2 separate regions of the Ovis aries genome follow, and region 1 is linked to region 2. The links are chromatin contacts, called in public Hi-C maps. All regions are on one chromosome and are shown on one strand. Each heading gives the region's core, a stretch centred on a gene start, on an enhancer-like site or on the middle of the called end of the contact. The rest is flanking DNA. Distances are from core to core; before and after follow the strand shown.

Region 1 (5,509 bases), core at 37-2,536, 89 kb after region 2:
TTTGGGAAATTATTGGTTAACTTGTGGCCCCCAACTGGAACATAAACTCCAGGACAGAGTCTGACCTTGATCTTGATCAAGTGGCTAGGACTGTGCCTGCCACAAAGTGTTAGGGATACAACAGCTCACGTCCAACGGAATGAATGAAGGGATGACAACATCTACTTCTCAACTTCCTTGATATTTAAATGATAACATGTAAACCACTATGTTAACTGTTGTTGACAGAGTCATTATAATTTACAATCTGTAGTGCTCCTACATTTTTTAAAAACCTTCTTCCATGATTTCAGCTTAAAATCAACACTTGCAGACATGTGGCAAAAAAGTGGACCAGGTCAGATGAGAAATTAAGTACCAATACACAAGAAGAGCCACGCAGGCCTGAGACCAGCCCTACGAACATCAGGCCACCAAACCACAAGCAAAACACCTCTCCTCATCCTACTGTGACAGAAGAGAGGGACCAAGGACCACTGCTGGCTCGCTGATGTTCTGATTCCCCGAAGGGTGAGATGCTGGAGGCACGGTGTAGCAGTGGAGGCGCGCGGGGACGAGATGACCCTCAGGTCACAACAGAAACACTGAGTTTCTGCAGCTGACCAGCCCAGCCCTCCCGAGGGAAACCGCGGGTGCTCTGGTTAACAAACACCAGCTAAACCGGAGCAGGATGCCCGCGCCCCGCTCCCCGACAGTTCCTCTGGGCCGCTCCAGGTTGTGTCCCCGCCCGGGGGGGGCTCCCTCTTTATCTCAAACCGCACCCCCCCGACAAGCCCTAACCCTCCTCACTTGTCCTCTTGCACAGAGCGGCTCGGAGGGGCAGCGAAAGGGGTGTCCTCAGCTACCACCCCAATTTCTCCGACCCCTCCTCCTCAAGCCCCCTTAACACCCATTTCCGGGCGCCCGGGCGTCCTTTCTCTCGCTCCTCCGACTCTGCTCCAGTCTGGCGCCCCCGCCCCCCGGGCGCTCGCCCCGGTGCCCCCCTCCCCAGACTTCCCCTCCGCCCCGGCCGCCTCCCCTTCCGGCTCGCTCGAGCGCGGGACACTCGCTCTGCGACCTCCTCCTCGCCCCCGCCCCCCGCCCGTACCGGGATCAGTTCTTTCAGCGAGCGCCGAACCGGCACGACCTCTAGTTCGCCCTCCTCCACCTCCATGGGCTCCGGTTCGCCTCGGTCCAAACCCGCTTCAGGCGACGGGAGCCCCAAGGCCGGCCCCGCCGGGGCCTCCGCCTTCACCGACACTCGCAGGCCCCGTACGGCCGCCATCGCCTCCCGCCGGCCGCACCACTGAGAGCCCGCCCGGCACACTGCGGGCTAGAGCGTCGCTGCTACTGGCCACGGAGCAGCCGCCACTACCTAGAGCGTCACCTTCTGCGGCCAGAAAGCCTTCTTAGGCGCTGGCGTCCCCTGGTGGCAGGAGGGACGCGGGGCCGGTTGGAGCTGTGTCTGGTGAAGAAGAGGCGGGACCGACTGGAAAACCGGGGCAGGGCCTGATGGAGGGAACGGTGCCTGGGCAAATAGATGGGGGAAAATTGGAAACAGCGACAGGTTTTATTTTCTTGGGCTCCAAAATCACTGCGGATTGTGACTGCAGCCACGAAATTAAAAGACGCTTGCTCCTTGGAAGAAAAGCTATGACAAACCTAAACAGGTATTAAAAAGCAGAGACATCACTTTGCCGACAAAGGTCCATCTAGTCAAAGTTACGGTTTTTCCATTAGTCATGCATGGATGTGAGAGTTGGACTATAAAGAAGGCTGAGCGCCAAAGAAGTGATGCTTTTGAACTGTGGTGCTGAAGAAGACTCTTGAGAGTCCCTTGGACTGCATGGAGATCAAACCAGTCAATCCCAAAGGAAATCAACCCTGAATATTCATTGGAAAGACTGATGCTGAAGCTGAAACTTCAATACTTTGGCCACCTGATGCGAAGAGCCGACTCATTAGAAAAGACCATGATGCTGGGAAAGGTTGAAGGCAGTAGGAGAAGGGGATGACAGAGGATGAGATGGTTGGATGGCGTCACCAACTCAGTGGACATGAGTTTGAGCAAGCTCCAGGAGACGGTGAAGGACAGGGAAGCCTGGCATGCTGCAGTCCATGGGTTCACAAAGAATCAGACACGACTGATCGACTGAACAACAAAAACGATTATGTAACCTCTCCCTACTCACCAGGGAAGGGAGGCACAGTTCTTGAGGTGCTCGCCTACTGTGTCCCCCCTTTGGCTGGAAAAGTAACAAAGCTACTCTATTCCTCTCAAGAAAAGGAAGAATAATTATGTAACAAGACAGAGGTGTTAGCTCCTGTTACAATGGCAATCTTATTGCAATACAAGTAGATCAACGTCATGCACCTTAAACCTATATAATGGGATATGCCAATTTTATCTTAATTTCTAAAATAATTTAAAAAAATTTAAACCATCTAGATGCTGAAAGGATTATGTACTGAGTCCAGTAAAAAAAGAGAAGTGATTGCCAAGCACTGGGGGAGATGGCGGGGAGGGGAGGTGGTGGTGGTGGGGTGGGGGATAAACAAGTAGAATACAAGGAATTCTTAGGACAGTGAAACTCTTCTGTATGAAACTGTAATGGTGGATGCATGACATACATTTTTCAAAACTCACAGAATGTGCAAATCAAAAAGTGAACCCCACAGTAAACTGTGGACTTTAGTTAATAATAATGTATCGATATTATCTCATCTGTTATAACAAGTGTACCACATTAAGGCAAGATTACTAGCAGGGGAAATTGGGTCAGGGCTGGGGTCAGAGGGTGTATGGGACTCTGTACTTTCTACTCAATTTCTGTCAACCTCAAACTGTTTTAAAAACTAAAGTCTGTTAAAACAACAACAAAACCTTGACACCCAGATTACATCCCAGACCAATTAAATCAGAATCTCTAGGGATGGATGATTTTTCAAAAGCTCCCTGGGAGGGACTTCCTGATGGTCCAGTGGTTAAGACTCTGCACTCCCAATACAGGGGGCCTGGGTTCGATCCCTGGTCAGGGAACTAAAGCTCGTATGTTGCAAGGAAGATGCCTCCTGCCATAAATGAGACCTGGCACAGCCAAGTAAATAAATAAAAATTTTAAATAATTAAAAGAAAAAAAGCTCCCTAGGAAATTCTAGCATGTAGCCACATTGGTAACTGCTGTTTAGGCTGAACTGAGAATGGGAGAGGGCAAACCACAGCTGGGAGCCCTCTCTCCCTTTTGGGGTGTAGTTTCTCAGGAAGGTAGGTGGAAGTTGGCAAGATTAGCTGAAAGAAGACCAGAGTGCCTGAGAATATGTGGATCCTCTCCCGGGAAAGCTCCTCACCTCAAGGCTGATCCCCTGGACCTGGCGGAGACTGAGGGTAGAGAAATTTAACCAAGTCCTTCCCATGTTTTGGTTCCCTATGGTTGTGAGATCATTCCTTCAGTGTGGACCTGTGCCTGGGCCAAGGGGGTGGGTCTTGAGACCAAAAGACCAGTGGGTCAACAGGCTGTCAGTGCAGAGTATCAGCCAAGAGCATGTGCTGTGACTAGGCTAAGCAGTGACCAGCCCTGCTGGGGACGGGGCAGAGTGAACCAGGCAGCAAGAGGGAAGACGGAGCCTGTGCAGAGGGTGTTTGAGCGAGAAGGCAAAAGGGGTTCTTTTTGAATGCCTGGGAGTATGAAGCAGCAGCCTTCAGAGAGCCAACAGAGTAGAAATTGGGTAATGGTTAAGGGGAGACCTGAGCTAGTTAGAAGGCTGAGGAGCGGGAGGTGATGACCAGCAAAGGCCAGAGATGTACAGGCCAGAGAAGGAGCTTCCTAGGGATCAGGTGGACAGAATGGGATTCCCGAAGTGGGGGATGGGTGGGAGGGAGGCCCTGTTCTTTTGATTCAGTTGAAAGATGCTTTTTGAATGGTCTTCACCACGGCAGATCAGGGAGTGACACAGTCAGTGGACAAGGCTGCAGTGCCTGAGCCCTGTTTCCAGTCTTGTAGGAGATGGACCAGACACCAGACCACATGCCAAGGGTGCCTCTGGGAGAGTGGACCAGGGAAGGCTTCCTGGAGGAGGTGACTTGGAGATGGTGGGGGTCTAGGCAGGGAAGGCAAGATGGGAAGGGCAAGGAAGTTGACCACAAAGCTGGCACGGGCTAATGATAAACTGTCAGCTGCTCTGGAGAGTGAGAGGACTCAGACTTTTTTCCCTGGGTCATCCTAGCTGGAAAAATGGATGTGTCTGACACCCCAGGGGGCAGATCCAGGGGTGTGTGTGTGCAGGAAGGGACAGGGACAGGAAGTGGTCATTTAAGCCATGGACACCTAGACCATCAGGAGGCTGATGCAGTGCAGGGAGCGACCAGGGCTTTGTTCTACAGGTGGGACAGAGGACAGGCTCCTCCAAGCTCCTCCAGGTCTCCTTCTGGGCCCCAGTTGACTCCTAGGGCCCAGTACCACCCATCACATTGTTCCCTGGCCTCCCTCATGGAACCCCAGGGATCCAGGAGGAAGCCCCATAGATGGGTCTGCTTGTTTGCCTGAGGGGCGGTTATGTGGATGTGCCAGTCTGAGTTTAGGGGAGTGATTCTAGAACCTGTAAACTGTTTATATCGGTCCCAGTATGTGTCTGGATGTTCCCTGGGAATACTGGGCCTCTCAGTGGCCCTGACCACCCAATCCTCTTCTCCTTCAGGCTGAGACCATATAGGATAATAGAGGTTGGGGGAGGAGAGACCAGGCACAGTGCCTGTGGAATTCCGAGCCCAAAGACATTCTCTGCAAAAAATCAGGACCTTCCAGGGTAAAGCTCGGACTTGCCCCAAGCCTTCAGCTGGGCACCGTGGCCTGGACTCACCTCCACCCTGTGGTTAGGCCTGGAAGTGCAACCCCCATCTCTGATTTTTCCTAGTTCTTGTTGGTGTGCAGGGCTCTTGGTTTTCCTGACAGCTGACATGGGAAGACCTGGGTGGGGGTAGGGGCAGGAGACCTGGGCTCTAGCCTGGCTCTTCCCTAACTCACGAGTGTGACTCTGAGCCTGTTTCCTGACCTTAGTATGCCACATAGAGTGGTTGTCCTCATGGCGAAATGACATCGCGGTCCAATTTAAAGTTCCTGGAACACATGACAACTGGACTGTCAGACCCAGGCAGGAGATTTGGTGACCAGCGCTGGGGAGGAACCAGCCTGAGGATTTTTCCAACCGCAGAATAGGCCTTGGAGGGTGGGACCAACAGTGATGAGCAAAGGCGGGGATGGGGGATGGCCACATCCGGGAGAAGTGAGTCTAAGGGTGAGTCTGAGGAGCCATGGGGAGCAAGGAGTGGCTGGAGAGGGAGTGCGTGGGGCACGGGTCAGGAGAGCATACAGGGAGGCCTTCAGGGCTGATGGAAATGGCCTCAAACCCCAGGCTGAGCGCTGTAGGGAGCTCAGAAGGGTTCTGAGAGGGGTGGGTGTGGCTAGGTGGGTGCCCAAAGATCCCTGGGTGCTTGTAAGAGGATGGACTGGAGCATTGATCACGGCCAGAGACC
Region 2 (5,012 bases), core at 680-3,179:
AACCTCAACTTCTTTTCCCTTACCGTTTACCTCACACCACACTCCCATCCCCAAGTCAGTTCTTAATGATTCTTTTCTTTTTTCAGTCTCTCTGAACACCTGCCCCTTTTCCTCCATTCTCACTGCTACTTCTTCAGCTCACATCCCATCATTCTCACCTGGATCATCACAAGATGTTAAACTTGACTTTAGTTCCTACTTTTAAATGAGTGATCAGGGAAAGTCTCGCTAAGAAGGTAACATGTGAATTACACATAAGAAAAAAGCACACACATGAAGATATAGAAGAAAAGCTGTCTTATGCAGAAGGAACAGCAAGTACAAAGGTCCAGTGGCTAGAACAATATCTGCAAGCTAGAGTCTAAGAAGCAGGGAAGACGAAAGTATTAGGAGATGGAGGAGAAAGCGGAAACCAGATCATAGGATGCCTGGGACACCACCAAAAAAGACAAATTTTAGTCTAAGTGTATACGATTTTTTTTTTAAAGCAGATAAGTGGTATAGTGTTTGCTTTTTAAAAATAACTGTTCCATGAAGAATGTCGGTGAAGGTCATGGCAAAAGCACAGGCAAGAAAAGCAGAGATGAGGCTACGGCAGTGAATCCAGCAAGAGGTGGTGACCTGAACAGCAGCAGCAGTGGAGACACACAGAAGCGAATGGATTTAGAATATATCTGGGGGTGGGTAGAATGATCGAGGTTGCTGCTGGAACAGATAAGCGGATGTAAGAAAAAGGATCGGATTTCTCTGGTGGTCCAGTGGCTAAGACTCAGAGCTCCCAATGCAGGGAACATGGGTTGGATCCCTGGTCAGGGAACTAGATCCTGCAAGCCACAACTAAGACCTGGCGCAGCCAAATAAATAAATGTTTAAAAAAGAAAAATTAAGGAAAAGGAGTCGCCACAAGGAATTCCTAGAATCCCTAGTAAGTCAGCAGTGTAAGGGTATCCCAGATGGCTCAGAGGTAAAGAATCCGCCTGCCAATGCTGGAGCAGCAGGAGACGCGGGTTCCATCCCTGGTTCGTGAAGATCCCCTGGAGGAGGAAATGGCAACCCACTCCAGTATTCTTGTCAGGATAATCCGATGGACAGAGGAGCCTGGTGGGCTGCAGTCCGCCGGAACGCAGAGTCGGACACCCCTGAGCACGCAAGCAACTGCTAAGTTACCCTAGATAGTTACCCTGAGAGAGTGAGGAAGCAACAGGCTGGAGCAGTAGATGGATCAACAGTCCTGCTTTGGGCACGTTATATTTGGAGATGCTATTAATATTATCGTTTCCAGGGAAGATGCCCGAGAAACGAGGATTAATCAAATCCTAAGTACCTGCTTTGGCTGATTCAAGGAGAGCTCTGCAGCCACGGTTACATTTTCTTTATCCGAGGTGACCTTACAGCTCACTGAATGCCATTCTTCCACAAGCTGAAAGAGGATGGGTGTTAATTAGCACGATCTATTTATGGGGTGGGAAAGCTGGGAATTTTAACACTTAGCACACAGACAACCTCAAGGTCGAGGAATAAAGGGTGTGAGCAGTTTCTGCCTTCATTTGGTTCCAGCAAAGCCGCAACCCTAGCAAAAGTGAGCCGGTGAAGAGGCTAAGGGGCGCCTCAGGAACGTTCGGGCTGTGCTTTCAGGGGAAACCTCGCAAGTACAATCCCGGCGTCTCACGGCACCCGCTTCAGGCCCTCCTCTCTCCCCCATGACCCCCTCCCTCCGGTCTTTGGGATGACTGCGCTCACCTGAACCAGATCGCTCCCACAAACTTGCTCGTGAGCCTGAGTGCACACGGTGTGGGCCTGAAACGACAACCACCCCAGGCCATCACCACAACACAACGAAAAAGCCAAACCGCCAGAGTTACCCGCCCCCTCCCACTTCTCGCGAGATCCGTCGTGATTGCGCGGACGGCCGGGCGCTAGGACCCGGCGGGCAGGCGCGTCCGCGTCTCGAGGAAGTCTCGCGGTGCTGTTAGCATTTGAACTGCCTGGCGGGTGCAGGCCATGGCGGCGTCACTCCCGCCACCCGCGAGTGGGCTCTTCCGAACGTACGGGGCAGCCGGCGGCGGGAGGCCGCGGCGGCGGCCGGGCCTGGCAGCCGTACAGTGGTTCCCGCCGCAGGACCGGAAGCGTTTCTTCAGCAGCAGTAGCAGTGACGCCAGCAGTGGCGGCCCCTCGCAGTCTGTCGTCTCCGACGATCCTGACGACCCCGACTTCCCCGGCAGCCCGGTGGGTCCGCAGCGGAAGCGCGCTGGCGCCCGACTCGCCAAGGGCCGGCCGAGTCAGATCGCGACTCCGAGACGCCTGAGGCTGCGATCGCGGTGCCCGCAGAAGTGCAGCACCCCCTGCGGCCCGCTAGGACCGCCGTCCTTTCCCAACGGCAACCCGGGCTGCCTGAGCCCGGACCTCAGTGTGTGCGGCCAGCCCAGGGACGGCGGCGAGCTGGGCACCAGTGCCTCCCTGTTCAGCTCTCTGGCCTCTCCCGGCCCCGGGTTCCCTGCGGCAGAAGACAGCATCTGTACCGACCCTTCCACCTTTCTGGATGCAGCCTCAGAAGCTCCGAGCAACTTCCACCTCCCAGAAGCCTCCCTGGACCAGGCACCCCTCCCCTGTTCCCAGGACGCAGCGACAGGAGGAGGCAGGCTCACCAAGTTGGCCCACCAAGCCCAGGCCAGCCTCAGGTCAGCTCTCTTTAGCTTTTTGGACTCAGGAAATCCTGAGGATTCCGAGCTTAGGACAGATGGGAAGAATTTGCAGGAGTTCTGCCATGACAGGGAACTGGTGGGGAGGAGGCAGGAGAGCCCAGGTTTATCAGGCAGGGGTAAGAAGAGGGCCACCGACCAGGACTCTTGTCGAGAGATTGAGTCTCAAGGGTCTGTCCATATAGAATACGAGGAGGCCCGTGGGTGCAAGGCTGGAATCGCACCTGGGAAAAACAACTGGCCTGAGAGAACCAGGCTAAGCCGAAAAAGGAAGCATCAAGGGACAGCAGAAACCTCCCTCCTCCATCACTGCCAGGTTACAAAAGGCCAAAAGATGGAAGACGGTTCATGTGTCACCCAGGACCTGACTCGTTTACAGAATGCCTGCTCTTGGACCAAAACCAGAGCCTCCTTCAGTTTCCACAAGAAGAAGATCGTGACAGCTGTGTCTGAAGTGTGCAGCTGCATCACCCTGGGCAGTTCTCTGTCTGAGTCCCTCGTATCAGAATATTCACACCACCCTGTTCAGAACAGAACAAGCTGTGCTCTGTCCCCCCGGCACTCTTCCTCTATGTATTTGCTAACCCCCTTAAAGACACAGCAGGTCACAGACAAAAAGACATCTGATGCAGAAAAGCTTTATGGAGAATGCAATCAGGTGGGTCCCATCCCCTTCGGCGACTACCTCTCCGAAGAAAAACTGGAATGCTGTGAGAAGATTGGAGAAGGGGTGTTTGGTGAGGTGTTTCAAACAGTTGCTAACCACACACCTGTAGCCCTAAAAATCATTGCTATCGAAGGACAGGACTTAGTCAATGGAGCTCACCAGAAAACTTTTGAGGAAATCCTGCCAGAAATCATCATCTCCAAAGAGCTGAGCCTCTTGTCTGATGAGACATGCAACCGCACACAAGGCTTCATTGGCCTGAACTCGGTCCACTGCGTTCAAGGATCTTACCCTCCCTTGCTCCTCCAAGCCTGGGATCACTATCACTCAACCAAAGGGTCTGCAAACGACCGGCCTGACTTTTTCGGGGAAGACCAGCTCTTCATCGTGCTGGAATTTGAGTTTGGAGGGATCGACCTAGAGCAAATGAGAAAGAAGCTGTCCTCCATTGCCACTGCCAAGAGTATTCTGCACCAGATCACCGCCTCCCTTGCCGTGGCTGAGGCCTCACTGCACTTTGAGCACCGAGACTTGCACTGGGGGAACGTGCTCTTAAAGAAGACCAGCCTCAAAGAGCTCCATTATACCCTCAATGGAAAGACAAGCTCCATCCCCACCCGAGGGCTGCAAGTCAACATCATCGACTACACCCTGTCCCGCTTGGAGCGGGATGGAATTGTGGTTTTCTGTGACATCTCTGGAGACGAGGACCTGTTTACAGGACAAGGCGACTACCAGTTTGAGATCTACAGGCTGATGAGGAAAGAAAACAACAACTGCTGGGGTGAATACCACCCTTATAACAACGTGCTCTGGCTACATTACCTCACAGATAAGATCCTGAATCAGATGACCTTCAAGTCCAAACATAACACCCCCGCCTTGAAGCGAATGAAGAAACAGATCCAGCATTTCTATCAGACTATGCTGAACTTCAGCTCTGCCACGGACCTGCTCTGCCAGCACAGTCTGTTTAAGTAAGCCGGGGGTACTGACCACCCCCAAAGGAAAGGGCGTGGAACTAGAAGCCCCTGATTCTGTTTTTAATCTCTGTCCCCACAGCAGGGTGGGATTCCTGCTCTTACAAGTTTCCAATCAGCTATTTAAACAAGAATTTTGTTTCCAAGTGGAAACTGACATGTTTAAACAACAAATATTCTTTAAAAATAAACTATATGTGAGAACATCATTTATAACTGAAAAGCCCTTTTTCTGTCAGCAGACTTCATTTTGTAAATTCCTTTCCACAGTTTCCTTTTTGAACCTGGACACTTTATGTAGCCTGGACAGAAAAGAAAATCAGGAACACCCAAGGCCTCAGCTGTCATACTGCTAAGAGCCTGTTGCTGTAGGTGTCATAAGGCTGGTTTTGGGAACCACACTACAGATGAGTCAACTAAGAGCAAAGAGGTGTACCACAGCAGAGTCCCAGGCGTACAGACTGGGAGACAAGAGGAAAAGAAGAAGGTAGACAGTTTATAGGAAGAAGGGCCACATGTTTATCAATCTCATTTGCCAATCACAGAAAAGCAGAATTTATCCATGATTTTCAAAGGGAAAATAAATGTCTCCGTGGCTACTAAAAAGGTTGAATTTTGTTTACTTTTTTCATCAAGGGAAGAAAAATTGAAATGTCAGTTTGGGCT

What was found. A called contact is a pair of places that touch in the nucleus more often than the background predicts.
Region 1: a Hi-C map of tail adipose tissue shows a contact between it and region 2, with 4 times the contacts expected there. The contact joins the promoter of NCBP3 here to the enhancer-like site in region 2. A contact is called at or near these places in 9 of 16 Hi-C or Micro-C datasets (blood, hypothalamus, liver and 5 more).

The regions. Positions count from the first base shown.
Region 1 is chr11:24,366,467-24,371,975 of ARS-UI_Ramb_v3.0, forward strand. NCBP3 (nuclear cap binding subunit 3) reads right to left here and starts at 1,287. Exons shown (of 13, transcript XM_060394813.1): 1 at 1,088-1,287. The coding sequence starts at 1,264. TRNAG-CCC (transfer RNA glycine (anticodon CCC)) reads left to right here and starts at 2,947; the gene lies at 2,947-3,019.
Region 2 is chr11:24,276,497-24,281,508 of ARS-UI_Ramb_v3.0, forward strand. It overlaps ITGAE (integrin subunit alpha E), which reads right to left. Exons shown (of 30, transcript XM_060395331.1): 27 at 1,741-1,797; 28 at 1,325-1,420. Among named protein-coding and RNA genes, the nearest start is that of P2RX5, 14 kb to the left of the region's middle. Within about 2 kb of position 1,930, at least 35 of the 54 cell types and tissues checked have an H3K27ac peak or open chromatin away from gene starts, as enhancers often do. A contact at or near this core is called in hypothalamus, liver, muscle and 1 more, where this site is marked.